5 separate regions of the Mus musculus genome follow, and all the other regions are linked to region 2. Evidence: chromatin contacts called from public promoter capture Hi-C data. All regions are on one chromosome and are shown on one strand. Each heading gives the region's core, a stretch centred on a gene start, on an enhancer-like site or on the middle of the called end of the contact. The rest is flanking DNA. Distances are from core to core; before and after follow the strand shown. Region 1 holds the start of Atpaf1 (ATP synthase mitochondrial F1 complex assembly factor 1). Region 2 holds the start of Nasp (nuclear autoantigenic sperm protein (histone-binding)). Region 3 holds the start of Kif2c (kinesin family member 2C). Region 4 holds the start of Mknk1 (MAP kinase-interacting serine/threonine kinase 1). Region 5 holds the start of Rps8 (ribosomal protein S8).

Region 1 (4,443 bases), core at 1,564-4,063, 840 kb before region 2:
CAACCTCTTTAGTTTCCACAGCCTCCCAAAATAGTGCCACTGGCTGGGGACCAAGTGTTCAACACATGAGCTTATTGAGAACATTTCAGATTCAAACCAGAGCAGGCACTATTTACAGAGTTCTTCCCAGAATGCCTTTCCCTCCGCTCTACCCTATTTGCCCCTGCTTTTCCTCTTCTTTAGCTGGTGTTTTCCACCATCTCCTGGTCTCTAAGTCTTGGCATGCTCCAGGGCTCAGTCTTTAGCATTCTATCTATGTTTCCTTCTCAGTGAACTTACCCACATTTATAACATTAAAGAACACAAATGCACTGATGACTCACAACTGTAACCTCCAGCCTGGAACATACCTCAGAACTTCAGATTCACATACCCAACAGTTTGGCTGGCATCCTTCCTTGCCTATCTATCAAGTTATACTTGACCTTGGGCTTTGAGGTGGGACAAATTACTCACCCTTGGAGGTTTCCACATTTGCTCCACATACTCCAAGTTCCGCAGTCAGAACGATCCTTTGAAGAGTAGGCCATGTTACTCCTCTGCTTAGACTTCCCAGATCAAAAGCCAGTTTTTAACCATGACCTTCAAAGCCCTGAGCAATTTAGCCACTCAACTCTGTGTCATCTCTACCTCTGTCCCCTCCACCATGGGGATATGCTTTTGCTATTTTCAACACTATAATCCTGTCTTACATTTGCTGTTCCCCTTAGCTAGTCTGTCCCTGCAAGTATCATACAAGTCGTTCCCTCATTACATTCAAATATCTGCTCAGGCAATACCCTATTTGTGTCTCTCATATCTTCCTTTGCTTTTCTACTTACGAGTGTTTATCTGGTTCCACTAAAATGTAAATTCCATGGGTTTCTGTAAACAAGGTATTTACATAAATTCTATGGGTTTATGTAAACATTGCTGTTGCTGTGATAAAAATAGCAATTTTTTGTGAAGCAATTTATAGACGGAGGCCTTGTTTTGTTTGTTTTTTTGTTTCGTTTTTGTTTTGTTTTGTTGGTGGTGGTGGTATTTTTGTTTGTCTGTCTTATGGGTCTAGAAGGGGGGAGGGGATCCATAATGACAAAGGAGACATGACAGCAGGTGGCTGGGGTACGAAGCTGGGAGATCACATCCTTATCCATATGCAGGAAGCAAAAAGCAGTGCCTGGAAGTGGGGAAGCCTACAACTCTCAAGCCTACCCATTGATATACTTCCTCCCGCAAGCCTCCACCTCCTGAAGGTTCACACCCTCCCCAACAGGGAGCAAGAATTCAAATACCTGAGTCTGTGGGAGGCATTCCTACCTCAGACCACCAGAGGTCTAAAGTTTTGGATAGTTATATCTTCTGTAAGAAGTAGACTGGGGCCCGGCGTGGTGGCGCACACCTTTAATCCCAGCACTTGGGAGGCAGAGGCAGGTGGATTTCTGAGTTCGAGGCCAGCCTGGTCTACCGAGTGAGTTCCAGGATAGCCAGGGCTATACAGAGAAACCCTGTCTCGAAAAACCAAAAAAAAAAAAAAAAAAAAGACTGGAAAGGGTTGGGGATTTAGCTTAGTAGAGTGCTTACACAAGGCCCTGGGTTCAGTCCTCAGCTCTGGGTGGGGGAAGAGTAAAGATAGACTATAAGGAGGAATGGGGGAGAGATGGCTCAGCAGCTTAAAAGCACTTGCCCTGTGAGCCTGGAGAGCTGAATTAGATCAGCTGGAAAGGAGTTGGAAACTGGAAAAGAAGGAGAGAGCCTATTTCACAAAATTGTCTTCTGATTTCCACATGTGCTTCACCACACTTGAACACAATTTTTTTTTTTAAAGGATGGGGAGGTTTCTCTAGAGGTCTCTTTGAGGCGCTGAGAGAACTGAGTTCCAGATGAGGAGGAGGCAATGCATGCCTGTTTGAGCAGAGGAAACAGCACGTGGAAAAATTCTGAGCCAGGTACAGGCCAGCAAAGTCAGACTTCCATATCTCCCAATGCACTGTCCCAGCATCGAGAGTCTGATGTCTGAGCGCAGGCTGTATTGAACAGAGTTTGGAGTCCCTGTTCCTGCCTCGGGAGAGGTTCCTATCAACTAAGGTCCAGATAAGGACTTCCATGTGACTGCCCTCACATAAGGTCTGCTTTGGATGGTAGCAGGTGAGATACCATTGTTCCTAAGCTCAAGTTTGGTTCAGCAAATGAAGATGGTGACATTTTGGTTGAGAAGGGGAGAGCCCAAATAAAGACTTGTCCAGGATAATTCCTTATGTCTCTGAGGAAAGTAGTTCAATTAAATGCCAGGAAGGAACCCAGACTTCAGAGGCATTGCGTTTTTAAAAAGCTTAGCTTTTAGGTGGAACTTACTACTTTAATGGTTCACAGCCTGTTTAGCTTCTCCATCTGTAAAATGAGGTTAATATCTACTTCATAGGGTATGAGGCCAATGGAACCTTCTGCAAATAGACACTGATAAAGAGAAGCTTCAGCTATGATGTTCAGACATCCTTTGCAGCTAAAGAAACTGTTACAGCTAGTGCCAAGTAAATTTAGAAAAGGGGCAAGCCCTGTGAGAACCCGAAGATGCAAGCCAGCTTTCCAGAAGCCTGGCGCGCAGAGGCTGCTGGTCGGGGGTAGGGGGTGGGGTGAATCCTGGCAGACTCCCGGGAGGAGACGCGCCACGACACCCCTAGAGCGGGTGGGCAGAACCGGGAGCTGCCAGCCCGAAGCGTCGTTGTCCCTTCTCCACTCCAGCACCCGGAACCTTGAGCGCGCGGAACCTCGGTGGCGGAACGCGGGCCTCGCGGACCTTGCGGGAGATGGAGCAGGCGCGCGGGCCGGGGGCCGAGGCTGACGCGCCCGAGGAGGAGGAGGGGGAGTCGCAGGCGGCCATGGCGGCGGTAGTGTCCGCTGCGGGTGGAGCGTGCCCCGCAGTCCTGCAGGTGGCGGGTCTCTACCGAGGCCTGTGTGCAGTGCGCAGCCGCGCCCTGGGGCTGGGGTTCGTGTCACCGGCACAGTTGCGCGTGTTCCCGGTGCGCCGGGGCTCGGGCCTGCCCCCCGAGGGAGCAGACGGCAGTGGGGTCAGCGAGCTGGAAGCGAACCCCTTCTACGACCGCTACCGGGACAAGATCCAGCAGCTGCGCAGGTGCGGTCCTGGTCGGGTGGGGGTGGGGACTCACGACCGGCGGGCAGAGCTTCCGGCATGCACTACTCTCCGGGACGGTGGGCTTGCCCTGGCCCTGCTATACCAATAGTTTGTTTCCAAGTTCAGAGAGGCCAGGCCACTTGCCTAAAGTCACATCTCTGCAGACTCTTTGGGTCTTTCCACAGTCGTCAAAACACTCTTTAAAGCCCTATGAAGAAGACAGCTCAGAGAAAGTTGTCCCCTACTTAGGAAGATGAAAATGAAGACCTTCAGCGAAGGCATTTGATTTGCTCAAGGTCACATGTTGAGTCAGCAGATACCTGCCTGAGAGATCAAGTTCACAGGCTCTCCCAGCTTAGGGCCCTGACTGCCTGGACAAGGAGACTGGGATTGTGGCAAAGACTGATATGATAATGTTACGTTTGTATTGCCCATTGAACCCTCTCACTAAGGAAATGTAGGGATCTGGAGAGAGGTAGAGTCTTGCCCGAGGTCACACAGTTGGTTAAGGTTTATCTGACTGTAACCAGGGTTCCTAAGGCGTCAGCTTCCAGAAGGTAAACCGTGAAGATGAAAGAGGTGTGGCTTAGTAGAAGAGAACTTGCTTACTATGCACTGGGCCTTGAGTTCCATCTCCAGCACTGAGGAGGAAAAGTGTCGTAGGGTTATGGCTGTTAAGGTAGGTAGAGTGGGTGCCTAGTTCCAGGACGAAGGATGAAGGTAAGGAATGGTGGTCTGAGAGTTTGGTGCTATAGGAAGGCACTTCTGAAAGGAAGCCAGACGTTACCGGCTAGAAGTTCTCTGCATTTTGTCTCATTTTAATTCCACTCCCTTAAGTTCTTCGTCTTCACGCGGGGCAGCAGCATCCTCTAACTAGGTGTACTGGCTGGTTTGGTGTGTCAACTTGACACAAGCTGGAGTTATCACAGAGAAAGGAGCTTCAGTTGAGGAAATGCCTCCATGAGATCCTGCTGTAAAGCATTTTCTCAATTAGTGATCAAGGGTGGGAGGACCCATTGTGGATGGTGCCATCCCTGGGCTGGTAGTCCTGGGTTCTATAAGAGAGCAAGCTGAGCAAACCAGGGGAAGCAAGCCTGTAAGGAGCATCCCTCCATGGCCTCTGCATCAGCTCCTGCTTCCTGATCTGCTTGAGTTCCAGTCCTGACTTCATTTGGTGATGAACAGCAGTATGGAAGTGTAAGCTGAATAAACCCTTTCCTCCCCAGCTTGCATCTTGGCTATGATGTTTGTGCAGGAATAGAAACCCTGACTAAGACACTAGGGTTTACCACTTCTAGCCCTGGAACCCTCCACCTGTCTGTCACTTTACC
Region 2 (4,159 bases), core at 217-2,716:
TTAGCAAACTCATCTAGCAAGTAAACACTAGACTGATAGCTACATACAGCCTTTACCGAAGACACTACGCAAGTAAAGTGTCCCTTGAAGCAACAAAATCCCCGTCCCACATACCGAAAACCTAACGAATCAAGACACTTCTCCGCAAAGGTTAAGAGTTACAAAGCTTCAGTCCCGTAGCCACCCTCAAGATTACTGTAAACCTGGTAGTGAGTATATAATAAAATTCATTGCGCCCCACCGACCCGGCAAAAGCAGCATCCACTCCAAACAATGGAGTTTTCCCGCCTCCTACAGGCCCCGCCCACTCCTAAGAGCCAAAACTACGACGATCAGCGTGCAAAGCCCCGCCCTCTGAGAGGCCCCACCCACCCGCGTCCCCTGTTCCAAGCCTCCATCCTCGTGTGGGTTTTTTTTTTTTTTTTTTTTTTTTGGCGCCAAATCTGTTGGCCAATTTCTCGGTACGTCTACAGACTCTCTACAGAGACGCACCCTAGGAGTGCGCGATCAGGAGGGGCTCAAGGACCGACTGGAGCCGGGCCCCGCCTACCTACCGGCAACCTCGGGCAAGGGGTGGAAAAAAGGGGCCGGCGATGGAGCCAGCCACCGCTGCCCCCGGCAAGATGGCGGCCGTGAAAAGCCGGGCAGGGGGCGCCAGCCACCCGCCGTTACCGCTGGCGCGCCAGCTCTTCGCAAGTAGGGCTTCTCCACAGAGCAACCCTCTCCGCACGGCCGCCGTTGTTCCGGGGAAGGCAGCTGTCCCACCCACCAGCCCGTCCCGCCCGGGAAGCCAAGTCCCCGGACTCTCCCTGAGGACTGGCCTCAAGCTCGCCACAGTCCCGCTTACTTGTCAGCGGAAACCAGCTCCGCGGCGATGGCAGCAGCGGCTGTAGACTCTGTGGCCATCGTTCCCCTGAGGTGGTGGGCCAGTGGGCAGAACACTGCCTGCGAAGAAAACCAGAGAATTCCGGACAGCAGAGACTCACTCAGGTAGAGAAAATGGCAGATTGGAGACCCCGCGCGGTTGAGGCCCTCTTATATACCAGGTCCCTTGTCCCGCCCATCCACTTCCGGATCCTCCCCCCTCGGATTTAAAGGACTAGGACTCAACACCTTTCTGTCACAAGGACACAGCCCTGTATCCCTTCCCGTTTGGGTATCTTCCCGCCCTAGCCCGTTTTTCCTTAAAAAAAGAAAAAAAGAAAAAGAAAGTAAGATAGAAAGGAAAAAGAAAACAAAAATCAAACAATTTCCTGCTTCTGTGGCTAGTCGTGATAGAAGCAAAATCTCAGTACTACAACTTCTGAATGGGAGCCAGCCTAGAGATTCCACAATTAAGTGGAGCCAGTGAGTCTCTGCGACTGTGGAAAAAGTAGTCCCGAAGGTGTCTTTCTGACGGGGATACCCGAGAAGGTGACAGGTATTCCCTATGTCCTCTCAGTCTTAACGGATGGAAACGCAAGAGCTGAGCACGAGTACAGCAGCAACGGCTAGAACTGACCAGACAGACGCGTGGCTCTGGGCCTCAGCAACTACTGACGAAACAAGATGCTGCTCTAGGATTGGCTACAGATAAAACTATCGCGCTTGATTCAAAACTCTTAGAGGGGCAAAGGGATGCGGGTGTTTAGATCCACCGCCTTTGACTGATCCAATCCGTTGCTGCCATCATCTTACTTTACCCACGTCCAAGTTGTTAAGTTAAATCCTGTACTTAAAACACTTTAAATATTTTAGCTGTCTCTCTTTTTTTTTCTTTCATATATATTAGGTAGGGACTTACAGTCTATCCCTGGCTAGCCTGAAACTTGCTATTTAGACCCACTGATCTCTAACCCACAGACATCTGCCTGCCTGTGATTGCGAGGGCTGGGATTACAGGTGAGCAGCACCACACACGCCTTCTTTTACAACCTTTTGTAACTCCAGTTCAAGGGCATTCAATCAATGCCTTCCTGTGACCACCAGAGCCACTAGGCACACACATGGTACACATTTATGTATGCAGATACACTCATACACATTAAATAAAAGTAAATGTGGCTGGAAAATTCGCTAGGAGGTTAGGAGCACTTGTTATTCTTGCAAAGGATCCTGTTTCAATTCCCAGCACCCACAAGGCGCCTCACCACTTCGTTAAGCTCCAGGCATGCATATGGTGCACAGACATGGATGTAGGTAAAGCATTTATTCACACAAAATGAAAAAAAAAAAAAAGAACTAAAAATGGATAAATAGAAATAAGTGGGTTCCTTTAAAAAATAACTTGGGGGGGGCTGGTGAGATGGCTCAGTGGGTAAGAGCACCCGACTGCTCTTCCAAAGGTCTGAAGTTCAAATCCCAGCAACCACATGGTGGCTCACAACCATCTGTAACAAGATCTGACGCCCTCTTCTGGAGTGTCTGAAGACAGCTACAGTGTACTTACATATAATAAATAAATAAATCTTAAAAAAAAAATAACTTGGGTATGATGGCACACACCTTTATAATTTATTTAGTTGTATTTCATGTACATTGGTATCTTGTCTGCATGTATGTCTGTGTAAGGGTGTCTGAACCCTTGGAACAAGAACTACAGATAGTTTGTTCCTCTCCAAGAATAGCCAGTGCTCTTTAACCGGTGAGCCATCTCTCCAGTCCTAGCACACACCTTTAATCTCAGCACTCAGGAGGCAGACTGGTCTCCCTGGATTTGAACCCAGAATGTTTTACAGAGCTAGTTCTAAGACAGCACACCTGTTTCAGCACTCCAAAGGCAGAAGCTGTTGAGGCAACCTAATCTATGTAAGGAATTCCAACACAGCCAAGGCTTCATAGTGAGATCTTGTTTCCAAAAAAAAAAAAAAATTTTGTCCGGCAGTGGTGGCACATGCCTTTAGTCCCAGCACTTGGGAGTTCGAAGCCAGCCTGGTCTACAGAGTGAGTTCCAGGACAGCCAGGGCCACACAGAGAAACCCCTGTCTCAGAAAAACAAAACAAAACAACAACAACAAAAAAAAACCCACAAACTTTGATCTTTTAAATTATGTATACAAATATAGATTTGTGATTGTGAGTTGAAATAGAGGTAAGAGAAATTGATTCCCCTAGAGCTGGGATTACAGGTAGTTGTGAACCTTTAGATATAAGTGCTAGGAACCAAACTCCAGTCCTTCGGAAGTTACAAGTGTTCTTAACTGATGACCCACCTTTCCAGCAACTGGTGTTACATGTTTTAGTTAACTGCCAGATCTTTAATTTTCCTTTGAGATTTGTTTGTTTGTTAATGTTAAATAGGATGAGATATTTGAGTCACGAATTTAACAAAAAATTAAGGCAGGGCAGTGGTGGCACATGCCTTTAGTCCTAGTATTTGGGAGACAGGAGGATCATTGAGTTCAAGGCCAGCCTAGTCTAAAGAGCAAGTTCCTGGGGGCTGGTGAGATGGCTCAGTGGCTAAGAGCACCCGACTGCTCCTCCGAAGGTCCGGAGTTCAAATCCCAGCAACCACATGGTGGCTCACAACCATCCGTAAGGAGATCTGACTCCCTCTTCTGGAGTGTTTGAAGACAGCTACAGTGTACTTACATATAATTAATTAATAAATAAATAAATAAATAAATAAATAAAAAAGAGCAAGTTCCCAGGACAGCTAGGGCTACACAGAGAAATGCTGTCCAAAAAAAAAAAAAAAAAAAAACCCAACAACATTTAATTGACTTTTTAAAAAAAAATATTTATTTATTTTATGTATATGAGTACACTGTAATTGTCTTCAGCCACACCAGAAGAGGGCATAAGATCCCATTACAGGGCTGGTGAGATGGCTCAGTGGGTAAGAGCACCCAACTGCTCTTCCGAAGGTCTGGAGTTCAAATCCCAGCAACCACATGGTGACTCACAACCATCTGTAACAAGATCTGACGCCCTCTTCTGGAGTGTCTGAAGACAGCTACAGTGTACTTACATATAATAAATAAATAAATCTTAAAAAAAAAAAAAAAGATCCCATTACAGACCAGGACAGAGGACCTGAATTTAATCCCTTGATCCCATGAAATGTCAAGGGAGAACAGCCAAGAATTGTCCTCTGACTTCCATACCATTTTACCACTGAGCTCCATCTCTGCCCTGACTTGCTTTGTTTTAATTCCTTAATACAAGAGGAAGCTGTAGA
Region 3 (4,593 bases), core at 1,837-4,336, 550 kb after region 2:
AATTCCTAGCAACCACATGGTGCCTCACAACCATCTGTAATGAGATCAGATGCCCTCTTCTGGCATGAAAGGTGTACATGCAGAGAGAACACTCATACAAACAAACAAATACTTTTCTTTTGTTTGTTTTTGACAAGGCTTTCACTGTGTAGCCCTGACTAGCCTCAAGAACATAGAATTCTGCCTGCCTCTGGCTCCTGGGCACTGAGATTAAGGGTATGCACCACCACAGGCCTGCTGTGTCACCCTCTAAAACACCACTAGAGACTGCACCTTAGTCACCTACACCCCCAGGCCTCCACACACTACCTATCATTTTGGAATCAGTCCAGGAGGACTTTGTGGTTAAATCCTCACAACATTCTGAGATAGACATTGTCACCTTCACTTTATAGGTGGAAATGTGACTAAGCTCATGTAAAAAAGAGGCAGAGACAGAGGAGAAATCCAGGGTTTATATGCACAGATCAGAGAGACATTTTCACAATGCCTTCCTCCCATCCCTTTCCAGGCATTTTCCTGCTGCCATCGCCTGCTGAGTCTGCTCTGCCTGTGGCCAGTGCTGTCATTCTGCCCTCTGGCTGAGGCATGCCACCGTACTGCTTCAGCTAAGCCCTCACGATCCCTGCAAGTCCCAACCTGGAGCGGCTCTTACGATGCTCACCTGTGCCATCCATTAACAGCGGCTTTATGCCTTGAAGGCTTGTCAAAACCACACCTTCATTTCCTTTCCTGGGTTGCAGATTTTGTTACCCAAACTGACACTGGTACTGTGTACTCAGGACTCAAGCTTAGGTGAGTGGGCAGAGCCTTGGTTAGGGTTCGATGCAATTTGCTCTCCATAGACAAACCAGAAATGGCTAATTGCTTCAATTTAGAACATCTGACTAAAAGGAATCCCAATGTCTCCAGGGAGCACCATTTCTTAAGACTGGAGAGGATAGCACAGCATTAGGCTGGGCTGTCACCGGTTCACACAGATGCTCTGCACAGGATCATGGGAGATGCCACACAAGCATCCTCAGAGGACCTACCTCTTTGCCTTTTGTGGTACCTCCTTCGATCCATTCCACCGAAACACAGGATTTCTCCACGTTCACTGTGCTTATATTGGCGGGGTGAATTAAGCCTATGTATGAGAAGGTCAGAAGTTATCCATGTGTCTCCTAAGAACTTAAGTTTTTTTTAAGGTGTTCTTTTTTTTTTTTTGACTGCGCCACCACTGCCTGGCCAAACTTAAGTTTTTATTCTCCACTTTGCTTTTAGGATCCTAAAGACTTCAAATTTACATTTACCTCGGAAGGGAAATTTGTTTTGTTTTGTTTTTGTTTTTTTTTGTTTGTTTGTTTGTTTGTTTTTTCGAGACAGGGTTTCTCTGTGTAGCCCTGGCTGTCCTGGAGCTCACTTTGTAGACCAGGCTGGCCTCGAACTCAGAAATCCGCCTGCCTCTGCCTCCCGAGTGCTGAGATTAAAGGCGTGCGCCACCACGCCCGGCTTTGTTTTGTTTTTCAAGACAGGGTTTCTCTGTATAGCCCTGGCTGTCCTGAAACTTACTTTGTAGACCAGGCTGGCCTCGAACTCAGAAATCCGCCTGCCTCTGCCTCCCGAGTGCTGGGATTAAAGGCATGAGCCACCATGCCCGGCTCCGGAAGGGAAAATTTAATTCTCTTTTAAAAAATACAAACAGCCAGGCAGTGGTGGCCCTTGCCTTTAATCCCAATACATCAGGGATAGAGGCCTGAGGAGTTCTGTGAGTGAGGACAGCCTGGTCTACAACGTGAGTTCCAGGACAGACAGGGCTACACAGAGAAACCCTGTTGTCAAAGTGTAATTCCACTTCCAGAGGATTTCACAAAACACCAATGAACATAAAATAAAATAATAAATTTAAAAAGCAACAAACAAACAAAACACCAAAGAACTAGGCCTGTGATGGTGCATGCCTTTAATCCTAGCACTTGCAAAGTACAGTAGGTGGATCTCTGTGAGTTCGAGGTCAGCCTGATCTACAAAGCAAGTCCAGGTCCAAGGCCCTGTTACAGAGAAACTGTCTCAAAAAATAAAACAAAACACAAATGCTAGTTAGTAATTCTAGTGGGGTTCACCCTTAGACCATTCCACAGTGGAAGTGAACAGGGAATGGGCCTTAAACCCCAGCTCCATAGGATAAAATTGCATCACCGCTCCAACAGAATGAAGATTCATTTGAGCAAGTAAGTTACTACATTCCTTGGAGGAGCTATTCCTGAACACATCAGTAAAGAGCTGGACCGCTGGAGTTCCCTGGTCCATTTTTGGCAGTGGTTGGCTAGTCCATGAATGACCCGTTATTAGACCTGTAGAAATTGCTTAATAAAGACAGATGGTTGAGCCGGGCAGTGGTGGTGCAACGCCTTTAATCCCAGCCCTTGGGAGGCAGAGGCAGGGGATTTGTGAGTTCGAGGCCTGGTCTACAGGAGTTCCAGGACTACACAGAGAAACCCTTCCTTGAAAAACCAAAACAAACGCCAAAAAAAAAAAAAAAAAAAAAAAAAAGCCGGGCGTGGTAGTGCATGACCTTTAATCCCAGCACTCAGGAGGCCGAGGAAGCCGCGGGTCCAACAAAGCAAAACAGGTTCAGAGGAAATGCATCCAATCGCTATAACCTAGCTAGGCGCACCAATAACCGCAGACGTGCTCCGCCCACACTCAGAAAGCAGGCAAGGGACCCACAACCAAAGTAGCGTTTTCCTCCTGTGTAGGGGACACCGACTGCCAGTGTAGTGACATGGACCCCCTCAGTGTGGAATAAGGGAAAGTATCCCAAAGCTTTGCCACACGGAGATTCAGATAACCATCTTGGCAGTCTCACCGCTCTTGGGTCGTCCCCTTGGCCTCAAGACCCTGCCCTCACCATTGCTGCGTTGAATGTTGATGGAGAGACCAGGAAACAGGCGTGCGTGAAGCGACTCCATGGACTCAGGAACAACAACAGGCAACACAAATGAAAGAAGCTTGGAAACCACGACTCTGCTAATACTGCGCTGTGTTAACAACGCCTAAACCGCTGCAGTTTAAATCCCGCGCGCCAGCCTCCCTACAACGTCACCAGTGCGACGCACCGCAGAGCAATGTGGGATATGTAGTCTTGGTCTCCGACTTCCGGCGCGTGGCCGGGCTCCCGAGCTCTGAGACTGATGGGAAGGGTTTTTGGTTGGTTGGTTGGTTGTTTGGTTTTTTCGTTTGTTTGTTTTGTTTTGTTTTTCTAGCTCTTGCTGTCCTGGAACTCACTCTGTAAACCAGGCTGGCCTCGAACTCAGAAATCCGCTTGCCTCTGCCTCCCGAGTGCTGGGATTAAAGGCGTGCGCCACCACGCCCAGCTGATGGGAAGGTTTTATGGCTTCTGGCCTTACCCTCCCGCTACCAGGTCGAACTTCTGCCTTTATGTAAGACTAGGAAACTTATGTATAATGTTTCAGTGAGGGCCTTGTGATTCTACAGACAGGGGTTCAAATCCTGGTTTCTTGATGATTGCTTTCTCTTTGAAATGTATACAATATTTCGAAGACACCAATTAAAAATAGTCACATGCTAGTGCTAGACATAGTGCTAGATTGGGATAGTGGAATAAACAAGACGAATGGTTCCTGTCCGTGAAACTTTTTTTTTTTTTTTTTTCCTATTAGGAACACGGGGGAAGTCATACGGTGGTGACTCGAGCCTTTAATCCTACCACTAGAGAGAGGCAAATTTGACTTCGAAGTCAGTCTGGTCTACAGCCTGAGTTCCAGAATAGCCAAGATTACACAGGGAAACCCTTTCTAGAAAAACAAAACAAAACAGAACACAAGAGAAGCGGGGTATGGTAGATCATGCCTATAATCCTAGCTCCCTGTAGATGAAGAAAAGAGAATAATTTCAAAGCCAACCTTAGCTAAGCAGCATGTTTGAGGCCAGAGTGGGCTGTGTGAAACTGTCTCAAACAAACAAACAAACAAACAAAAAAAGATGCTGGCAATGAAAAGCAGCCTACAATGCCTAAATGCTGGAATTAGCATGAATCACCATACCTGATTTTTGTCATTATTTATAATGTCTTTTTGTTTCGTAGTACTAGGTATTAACTCCAGGACTTTGTGCATGTGCCACTACTGTCCGGCTTCTAGGGGAACGTTCTTACACTGAACCACATCATTACTGCCCCAGTATGCAGACCTATGCAGACCAAGAACCCCCACCGCCCCGCGGAGGATATGTATAGTGTAAATGGTGTCTAGCCCTTGGTCTATCCAACCTTGACAAGCCTGAAGACCTGAGTTTGATCTTCTGGACCTACATGGTAGGAGAATGAACTCCCCAAAGCCTCCACAAATGTGCCATGGCATGCACCACATACACACACACACATACTAAATAAACAAGTTAAATGTAGTTACATTAAAAACAAGAATAGTGCCAGGCTTGGTGGCACATGCCTTTAATCCCAGCACTCGGGAGGCAGAGGCAGGCAGATTTCTGAGTTCGAGGCCAGCCTGGTCTACAAAGTGAGTTCCAGGACAGCCAGGGCTATACAGAGAAACCCTGTCTCGAAAAACAAAACAAAACAAAAAACCC
Region 4 (4,592 bases), core at 1,215-3,714, 790 kb before region 2:
GGGACTCTACCTGAGAAGCTGAGGCCTGAGCTTCTAGCCTTCCCTCTATAAACCACTTTCTATTTTATGATCAGAAGTGGTAGACTACCAAGATGGCACAGTGGATAAAGGCACTTACTGCCCAACAATGTAAGCGTGATGACCTAGGTTCAATTCTCAAGACCCACATAAAGGCAAAAGAAGAGACGCCACTTGGAATGGGGTCCCACTCATGTCACATACACAGTAGTAATGATTTTTTTTGAGACAGGGTCTCGTTATGTAGTGCTGGCTACCTTGGAACTCACCCTGTAGACTAGGATGGCCTCAAATTCACAGGGATCCACCTTTCTCTGTCTCCTGAGTGCTGTGGTTAAAGGTGTGCACCTCCACACCTGGCAGAAGTATCATTTTAAAATAGAAGTAGGGGTGAGGGTCTGACCTCTAAGCTCCTTCATCCTCACCCTGTGAATGGACATGATAATAATCCAGCTAATACTCAACATGTCTCAAGTGATTGACACAAGTCTTTAGCCAGCTGCCTGGCTCTCCTTCCACCCACCCCACCCCCAGTATCTGCTCTAGAATCTGGAAGGTTTTCCATTTTGCTGTTCCTTCTAATGCCCAGAGCCCAGTGTTCTAAAAGAGTGTTTTCAAACCCATTACAAATCATTATCTCTTCAGTCACTGGACAGTCCAGCTGTTAGAAAGTCCATGTACGTTGTGGAAGAGTTAAATTTATCTCAAATTTGAGATGTCTGGAAATATGTTAGGAAGGACATATGCACAGACAGACACACACACACTTGCTTGGAGAGTCTGAGAAGGATGCTTAGAGGACAAAGAGGGAGAGCTTTGACCTTAGTAATGAGAAATAAGAAGACTCTCACCTAAACAGGCAAAACCTAACAAAAGCAACTTACCTGGGAAGCCAGGGCTTAGTTGTCTTGTTGGCTCAGGATCTGCATCCATTGAGGGGACAGGGAACAGGGAATAAGCTGTCACCTCCACCCTGGGGCAGAACATCCCACACTGACTAATGATGCTGGATGAACTCAGCGTTCATGAGCCCTGTGGCCCTTTTATATGTTCGTGGCTACCACAGTATGGAACTATGGAATGCGGTCAAATAGGCCAGAGGAAGGTCTGAGTTCTACATGGTTTGCCCTCCTTCCTGGGAGCACCCTAGAGCCTTTATCCAATGTTAATTAACCATCATGGTTGCCATGGGGAGGTGGGTAGTAATTTTGAGAATCTGGATCCCAATCTATGCTTGAGTGACCCTGGACTGGTTGGCTATCAAGGGTTGGGGAATAGACTAGAAAGGGCAGTGAAGACACGAAGTTTGGTGGGCCTGGAAGGTTATAAGTTGAAAGAGATTGCAATATCCAGCCTTTGAAGGGGACTCAAATTTGGAAAGGAAGTAAATACAAATGCTTGGGAAAAAGACGTCCCTTTCCAGTCTTCATCTAGATTTGAAATCTAGCAAAGTCTTGAATACTTCCACTTCCTTCCCTCATATAGTTGAACACATAGGCCAGAAGAGGGAATAAATGTGTTTTAGAGGAGTGATGGGAAACGGAGATGCTCTTTAAGCCCCTTACTCTCCAGACCCTAACAACAATACTGAATGGGATAGGGAAGTTTACTTCACCACACAAAAGAAAACTGCGTCAGAACCTGAACTGAAACCAAGCACCCCGTCTTCCCGTCTCAGGCATCTGCAGCCTGTGGAAGTGAGGCAAGGAGGCTGGTTGGGGTACTACTCTAATTAGTACACAGAGGGGAGAGGGGGAGAGGGGGGAGGGGGGAGGGGGAGAGAAGAGAGAGAGAGAGAGAGAGAGAGAGAGAGAGAGAGAGAGAGAGAGAGAGAGCAGAGAGGAGAGAGAGCAGAGAGGAGAGAGAAAAAGAAATAGATCTTTAAGAACATTTGTTTTAGCTGTTGTTTTAGCTGCTGTAGTGGCACACACCTTTAATACTAGCACTCAGAAGGCAGAGGCAGGTAGATCTCTTTAAGTTTGAGGCCAGCCAGGGTTACATAGTGAGACTATTTAGAAAAACAACAATTTAAAAAATTTAATTACCGGAAGTAATGAACTTCTGTATACGCAGACCTTTATAGAAATTTTACAGTCATGCCCGGTGGTGTGCGTCTGTAATCAGAGAACTCTGGAGACTGAGTCAGAAGAAAAACGAGTTTGAAGTCAAGTCTGGAGTATACAAAAGGCCTTGTCTCAAAAATAAACTTTACTTAACAGAGCTGCCCTCAGGTTTACAAGAACTCCGTTCTGGCTCGCAGAAGTAACTATTTGCACCTGCAGCGTCTTCCACTTTCCGCTTGTAAAAGAAACCCGCAACAACCAGAGGACGCTCTGATATGCCACGCCTGCGCAGTGAACTGGCCTTGCTTCTCGCCACGTGTGGCCCTCGGGGCGCAGGCGTGACTCCTCCCCCTCACGCCTCCTTCTGCTCGGGCCCTCCCCCTGAGTTTAGCTCCGCCTCTTCCGCGTTCTCGACGGAGACCTGCAGGTGGGGGTGCTCGCGGCCGTTCCCGCGGTGGTCAACTAAGGTAAAAGTGAGCCAGCGAGGAGTCCCTCGGCGGGGAAACGGGGCCGGGGTCTGGGGTGCGGCGCTGCAGTCGCCCGGGAGGGGCAGACAGGGCCTTCTGAGCAGCTCGAGGTTAAGACCCGGTTCTTCTGCGGAGGAGCAGCCGAAGGGGACATCCTTTTAGAACTGTCCTCAAAGCTGCTTCCCTGCCCAGACCGCAGCGCATAAGATCCTCTTTCGGACTCTCAGCCCGTGCTTATGGACAGGCTTGGGTTGTGACAGGTCCGGAGCCGGTGGGTACGGGCTGTCGAGGAGGAGCTCAGCCTATAAGGAGTTTGAGCCTCAGACCAAACAAGGATACACTCAAGACTGACAGGGCTCAAGACAGTTCACTGGCATGAGCACATTATAAAATATGTGTACTTCGTTGTGTTAAATTGGCGGTTTCCACTTATTTTGCAATATAGTATACAAATGATTCTGCCACACTTTTTTCAACAGAGAGGTGGGAGTGTGGGTAGGATGCAGTCTCTTTCCTATAGCTGTAGGACTGTGGACCATCAGAAGCTAGGTAAGAGGGTGGGAGTGCTTGACTTTGGGGGTGAGCTATGCTTTCCCCTCTCCTAGGAAGCATCCTAGAACAACTCATTTTTCTCTCTTAGAGCTTTTTAAAACGAATATAATAATGTCACTGTGAGGGTTAAGTATGCTTATATGTAAATTGCCCACATGCAATGGTACTGATACATACGATTGTGATTTCCAGGAAAGAGTGTTTTGATCTGGCATATTTCAGGGAGGCCCTGGGGGGAGAAGCTGATGTAACCTGAGCCTTGGAGCCTCTGGGATTTACACGTGGAATTGACCTTGCAGTATGAGGAGGGAGCTCAAACTTGTTGACCACAGGCCTTGTGCCAAGAACCAGCTGAGTGGTTGATGTATAATGTTTCCCTGGATCCCCAGCCATCAGAGAGCTGCTGCCCACTGTCCCTAGCTTCGGGCCTTCTAAAGGGCCTGGGCTGGAAGTACTGTGAAGAATAGACACGGAGTCAGGATTGTGTATAGAAGTGAACTAGCAAAATAAATAAATAAATAAAATAAAAAACAAAAAACAAACAAACAAACAAACAAAAAAAACAAGCTGGGCGTGGTGGCACATGCCTTTAATCCCAGCATTCAGGAGGCAGAGGCAGGCAGATTTCTGAGTTCGAGGCCAGTCTGGTCTACAGAGTGAGTTCCAGGACAGCCAGGGCTACACAGAGAAACCCTGTCTCGAAAACCAAAAAAAAAGTGAACTAGCCAGGAAGTTTGGAGCCCCTTCGGAGCATCTGTTCCCACCTCAGTGTTCCTCTTTCTATAATCCAGGGTCTTTGGCTTGCATAGGAGTGTCATTTCTCTAGTGCAGATTTGGCAGTCAGAGGGCCTGGCACCAGCCAACCCAACCATGGAGAGAGAAGTTCTGAGAAGAAGCTGGCAAATTGCAGCACATGTTTAGCTAGGTCTCCTGTTGTGTGGTCTGTAGTTATTCAATAATATGGCACCTTCTGCAGCTTCTTCACGGGTGCTCACACCACATCTTTGGTGACGCGTCTCATCCTCCTGCTGGTTAGATGCTCCCAATCCAGTCTCCTGTAGCAGAGACTGAGCTTCCTATAGACGTCTTAGCAAAGTCTGTCTTGGGGTACATCACTCATATGTACCCCGACTACAGTTGGTGGCAAGGAGCCAAGTCTATGTCACACCTGCTCTTCATGGTACAGGACTGGCACATAGTAGGTCTCTGTAATGCTTGTGGTCAAATGAGTCAGTGCCTTTTTTTTTTTTTATCCCTCTTTGGTCTTTGTTTTACAAGCCATCAAGATTAGAAGGAGACCTCATGTTTTCCTTCATGGCTAAGGAGGGCCCTGGTTAGATGGATGTTGCCCTACTTACAGGCACCAGAGGCACAAAGGTGCAGGAATTCTTCATGAACCAAGATTCTTCACTGCTGTTATTGATTTCAGGCCCTGGCCTTGCTGTTGGTGAGTTTAGTTACAAGAGAAGTCGTGCAGTGTTCAGGGACCTGT
Region 5 (4,186 bases), core at 830-3,329, 530 kb after region 2:
CTGGCCTGACACCCAGGGGGCAGGCGTTGAAGGCCAACCGTCTCCTCAGATAACTTCATCCTCACTTAAGAGATCAGCAGCAGAACTGGACAAAGTTCTCATCACCGAGACAGTGCCGCATCATCCCCTGCCCCCAGCTACACAACCTGCTTTCCACCCACACAGCACGTTATTAGCCACCTACACTCACATGTACCCCACTGAACCAGGAAGGGTCCACCCACCCCAGCCCCACAGCCACCTCACCTAGAAGCTTGCCCTGCTGGAACTGCTCCTCCAGGAGGCTGCTGATTTTGGCATTCTTTTTCCTTTCATCGTATTTCTTTTGAATTTTCTTTGATCGTTTTTTGTTTAAAATCTCTTCCTCCTCAGGAGTCTGAATGAAAAGAATATGAATTGATTTGTCACCAGGAAAGTCACAAGCCTCCTTGAACCCCCCCCCCCCAAGTCGCCATGCTTGCCTTCTTCAGCACTAAAGTGTTCATCTCATTCCTTCAGTAGCAGAACTGGACAGTATTTTCATCACAAGAAGGCAGCACCCATCCCACCCCCAGCCAATCAACCCCTTACAGGAAGACAACGCACCAGCTTGGCCCCCTTCTTGCGGCCCAGGGGCAGTGCATAGTGGGACTCGTACCACTGTCGGTACGGCGTGCTGTCAATAAGCACGATGCAGTTCTTCACCAGGGTCTTGGTGCGGACAAGCTCGTTGTTGGATGCATTGTAGACAACATCAATGATCCTTGTTTTGCGAGTACAACCTGCATACAAAGAGAGATTCACAATCAGGGGCTGGGGCAGTTAATGTTTTTTTATTACTGAAATCTTTTTTTAACATTCTCTAGAAAGCACCTCTCATTGCAGGAGTTAAGAGATCAGAATATGGCAAAGAATTCTCCAACTACCTCAGGATCTTTCAGCAAGAACAAATTCAAATACTTCAACACCTACTTACACTCAGAGCCCCAGGAAAAGTTCCCCACATCCAATCTCAGGGCACGGTACTTCTTATTGCCTCCTCGAACTCGGACTGTGTGTATGCGGCGAGGGCCAATCTAGAGAACACAAGAAGGCCAGAACATGTGTCATCAAAACGAGTGGGGACTGGGAGAGGAACCCGAACCAGACGGAGGTAACAGTCAGTGTAACTATGACAAGTCCTTGCATTGGCAAGTGGTGTACAGGTGGCCAAGACGGCCATAACCACGCCTAAGGATACGTTTTCATCACCCTAGTTACCTCCAGAAAAAGCCAGACCCCCCCTAACACAGGAAGAACCCCAGTAAGGAACACACCAAGCTTGCAGCTCTCCCACTCCTAGGCTCCAGTAGACCCTAAGCTTGGAGATTAGGGTGCACAGACCCTGCACGTGGACACACTTCCATGTCCAGTCGCCAGCACCGAGAAACCTGAGCCTTACAAAGGTGATCACAGCCACTCGTGTTCCCCAGCAAACACGCTCTAGCGCAGGGGAAGGCAGCCTCTCCCAGTCGTCCTCCCCCCGACCCCCGCACGCACCTTCGTGTTGGCAGCGGGCCGTCCCAGCTCATACTTTCGCTTCTTGTGGTAGGGTTTTCGCTTACCCCCGGTCTTGCGGCGCTTGTGCCAGTTGTCCCGAGAGATGCCTGTGTGTGGGAGCGAGGACGCAAGCCTGAGCAACCGGGCCTCGCCGCCGGCCAATCAGCCCGCTCCCGAGCCCCGCGCTGCGCGGGCTGCCCGCACGCTCAGCTCTCCAAGGTTGGCTTCCCCACGACGCAGTCGGGAGTGTGCAGCATACCCAGGTGTCATCATCCGCGTGCGGCCCGGCCCGCGGCAGCCATGTTGGCCCGCTCGCAGCCCGGAGCCCCGGAGGCGGCCGCAGCGATCTCCACAGCCCTAGCCCACCGCAGGCCCTTGCCACGGCTGCCCGTGGCCCATGGTCGGGCCGAGCATGCGTCGGGAGGCAGGATGGAGACGGATGGAGCTCGCTCCCCCGCGGCCCGACCCGGCCCGCAGCAACACTCACCCATCGCTCGGCGCTGGCTGGAAAGAGGAAGCGCAAAGCTTCACGGTCCGGTTTCTAAAACTCAGCCCCGCCTTCTTTACGTCTCTTCCGGTTGCCGGGAAGGACCTGGGGCCGCGGCGAGCCTGGGACGCTGGCACAGGGGAGGGTCCTGCGGCGTGCGAACTCACGCGGACCCCGCCTCAAATCCCTTGACCTTGGGCGGTCTGGAGGGCGGGCTCCTTAAGCTGAGCTATAGGGCACACTTGCCTGCCTGTTGTGCTTACATTTTGTCCTTTAAATTTTTTTTTTTTTTTTTTTTTTTAAACCGGGCGTGGTGGCGCACGCCTTTAATCCCAGCACTCGGGAGACAGAGGCAGGCGAATTTCTGAGTTTGAGGCCAACCTGGTCTACAAAGTGAGTTCTAGGACAGCCAGGGCTATACAGAGAAACCCTTGTAAACTTGTAAAACCAAAAAAGAAAAAAGAGTAAAGGGCCCTAATTGGAAAAGTGAAGTAGTAGAAGCTCCAACGCTCTGTTCACAGGGGGACTTGACCCTGTATATGAACACACAAAATTCATGTGTATCTCTTACATGGCAGCAATTAGCAATCAAAAAGGAAATTAAAAACAGTTTTAGTTCTGGAAAGATTGGTACTGCAAACTGTGCTCAGGGTCTCTTCAAAAGCATCAAGTGCTTAGGTCGACTCACAGTTCCTGAAATTCCAATTCCAAAGTATCTGACAATCTGGTCTGGCCCAGTGGGTCAAACCTGAAATCCAGCACTGAGACAGAGAATTATCACCAGTTGAGGGCTAGCCTGAGCTAAAGAATGAGCTACTGCTCAGTGGGAGGAACAAGCGGCCGGCTGAGGAGAAACTGAGGCACTAGACACCCCTCCAAGTGAAATCAAAGCAGAGGACAGTGGGGCTCCGGCGTCAGACAAGATGAGAGCTCAGTCAGTACATTTTATTTCTTAAACTTAAACGTCGCCTTGAATGTCAGTGAACGTCTACTTTTAAAGGGACCTCTCACCTGACCGATTTCTTTTTGAATTTTAAACTTTAACTTCAAATGTTTTAAATTTTGATTCTGAGGTTTTTACTGCGTGTATCCGATTTTTTTTTTTTAAAGATTTATTTATTTAGTATATGTAAGTACACTGTAGCTGTCTTGAGACACTCCAGAAGAGGGCATCAGATTTCGTTACGGATGTTTGTGAGCCACCATGTGGTTGCTGGGATTTGAACTCCGGACCTTTGGAAGAGCAGTCGGCCCTCTTAACCACTGAGCCATCTCGCCAGCCCCCCCCCCCCCCACGATTTTACAGTTTTGAAGCGATTTTTTTGTTGTGTTTGTTTTTTTGGGGTTTTTTGTTTGTTTGTTTGTTTTGTTTTGTTTTTTTGAGACAGGGTTTCTCTGAATAGCCCTGGCTGTCCTGGAACTCACTTTGTAGACCAGGCTGGCCTCGAACTCAGAAATCTACCTGCCTCTGCCTCCCGAGTGCTGGATTAAAGGCGTGCACCACCACCGCCTGGCTTGAAGAGATTTTTAATTTTGTTTTAATATCATTTAATCATTTTAATATCATTTAAAAGTGTTCTTGAGCCAGGCCTGAAGGCACAAGCTTGTGATTTGCCTTCCAAGTGCTGGGATTAAAGCTGCATTACCACCCAGCTTTGTTTTTGTTTTTTTGAGGGTCTTACATGCTCACAGTAGCCCAGCCTAGCCTTGAACTCCTGGTAATCCTCCTGTGTCAGCCTTTCTGACTTGTGGAATTATAGGCGAGCTACCACATCTAGGTTTTCTGAATTGGCCTGACCTTGGGATTTGCCATAGTATCCCTCATAGCAGCAGCTGGGCCACTTCAGTGGTAGAGAGAATCTGCCACATGCAAGTCAGAGCCACCACCAATGTACCTAAGCTGGATTTGCAAGCTCTTGGCTCAGGAGACTGAAGGTTATGTACAAGAGACAGGTTTGTACTATAGGTGGAACAACAATATGAACTAACCAGTACCCCGGAGCTCTTGGTTCTAGCTGCATATGTATCAAAAGATGGCCTAGTCGGCCATCAGTGGAAAGAGAGGCCCATTGGACTTGCAAACTTTATATGCCCCAGTACAGGGGAATGCCAGGGCCAAAAAGGGGGAGTGAGTGGGTAGGGGAGTGGGAGGGTGGGTATGGGTGGGTATGGGGGACTTTT

The links. Promoter capture Hi-C pulls out the DNA fragments that hold promoters and counts their contacts. Capture Hi-C pulls out chosen DNA fragments and counts their contacts.
Region 1: a promoter capture Hi-C map of adipose tissue shows a contact between it and region 2. The contact joins the promoter of Atpaf1 here to the promoter of Nasp in region 2. A contact is called at or near these places in 1 of 39 promoter capture datasets (liver) and 1 of 9 other capture datasets (adipose tissue).
Region 3: a contact with region 2 is called in a promoter capture Hi-C map of pre-B cells, with 3 times the contacts expected there. The contact joins the promoter of Kif2c here to the promoter of Nasp in region 2. A contact is called at or near these places in 4 of 39 promoter capture datasets (the C10 cell line, cranial neural crest, frontonasal cranial neural crest and 1 more), 3 of 484 Hi-C or Micro-C datasets (B cells, liver and muscle stem cells), 5 of 115 datasets of contacts at active chromatin or transcription factors (bone marrow-derived macrophages, effector CD8 T cells, embryonic stem cells and 1 more) and 1 of 9 other capture datasets (adipose tissue).
Region 4: a contact with region 2 is called in a promoter capture Hi-C map of liver, with 3 times the contacts expected there. The contact joins the promoter of Mknk1 here to the promoter of Nasp in region 2. A contact is called at or near these places in 3 of 39 promoter capture datasets (liver and pre-B cells), 1 of 484 Hi-C or Micro-C datasets (CD8 T cells) and 1 of 115 datasets of contacts at active chromatin or transcription factors (memory CD8 T cells).
Region 5: a contact with region 2 is called in a promoter capture Hi-C map of neural stem cells. The contact joins the promoter of Rps8 here to the promoter of Nasp in region 2. A contact is called at or near these places in 12 of 39 promoter capture datasets (the C10 cell line, cranial neural crest, erythroid cells and 8 more), 1 of 484 Hi-C or Micro-C datasets (nephron progenitors), 4 of 115 datasets of contacts at active chromatin or transcription factors (astrocytes, cardiomyocytes, embryonic stem cells and 1 more) and 2 of 9 other capture datasets (adipose tissue and liver).

What each region holds. Positions count from the first base shown.
Region 1 is chr4:115,782,193-115,786,635 of GRCm38.p6, forward strand. Atpaf1 (ATP synthase mitochondrial F1 complex assembly factor 1) reads left to right here and starts at 2,814. Exons shown (of 9, transcript NM_001369233.1): 1 at 2,814-3,112. The coding sequence starts at 2,859. It also overlaps a transcript of Tex38 not described here.
Region 2 is chr4:116,626,485-116,630,643 of GRCm38.p6, forward strand. It overlaps Nasp (nuclear autoantigenic sperm protein (histone-binding)), which reads right to left and starts at 1,467. Exons shown (of 16, transcript NM_016777.3): 1 at 1,406-1,467; 2 at 848-945. The coding sequence starts at 906.
Region 3 is chr4:117,179,538-117,184,130 of GRCm38.p6, forward strand. It overlaps Kif2c (kinesin family member 2C), which reads right to left and starts at 3,087. Exons shown (of 20, transcript NM_134471.4): 1 at 2,894-3,087; 2 at 1,035-1,129. The coding sequence starts at 2,954.
Region 4 is chr4:115,836,734-115,841,325 of GRCm38.p6, forward strand. It overlaps Mknk1 (MAP kinase-interacting serine/threonine kinase 1), which reads left to right and starts at 2,465. Exons shown (of 13, transcript NM_021461.5): 1 at 2,465-2,548.
Region 5 is chr4:117,154,053-117,158,238 of GRCm38.p6, forward strand. Rps8 (ribosomal protein S8) reads right to left here and starts at 2,080. Exons shown (of 6, transcript NM_009098.2): 1 at 2,006-2,080; 2 at 1,519-1,625; 3 at 956-1,055; 4 at 586-761; 5 at 247-376. The coding sequence starts at 2,009. Snord55 (small nucleolar RNA, C/D box 55) reads right to left here and starts at 1,796; the gene lies at 1,719-1,796. It overlaps LOC115490046 (a small nucleolar RNA gene), which reads right to left and starts at 1,237; the gene lies at 1,134-1,237. It overlaps Gm22980 (a small nucleolar RNA gene), which reads right to left and starts at 110; the gene lies at 41-110. It also overlaps Snord38a.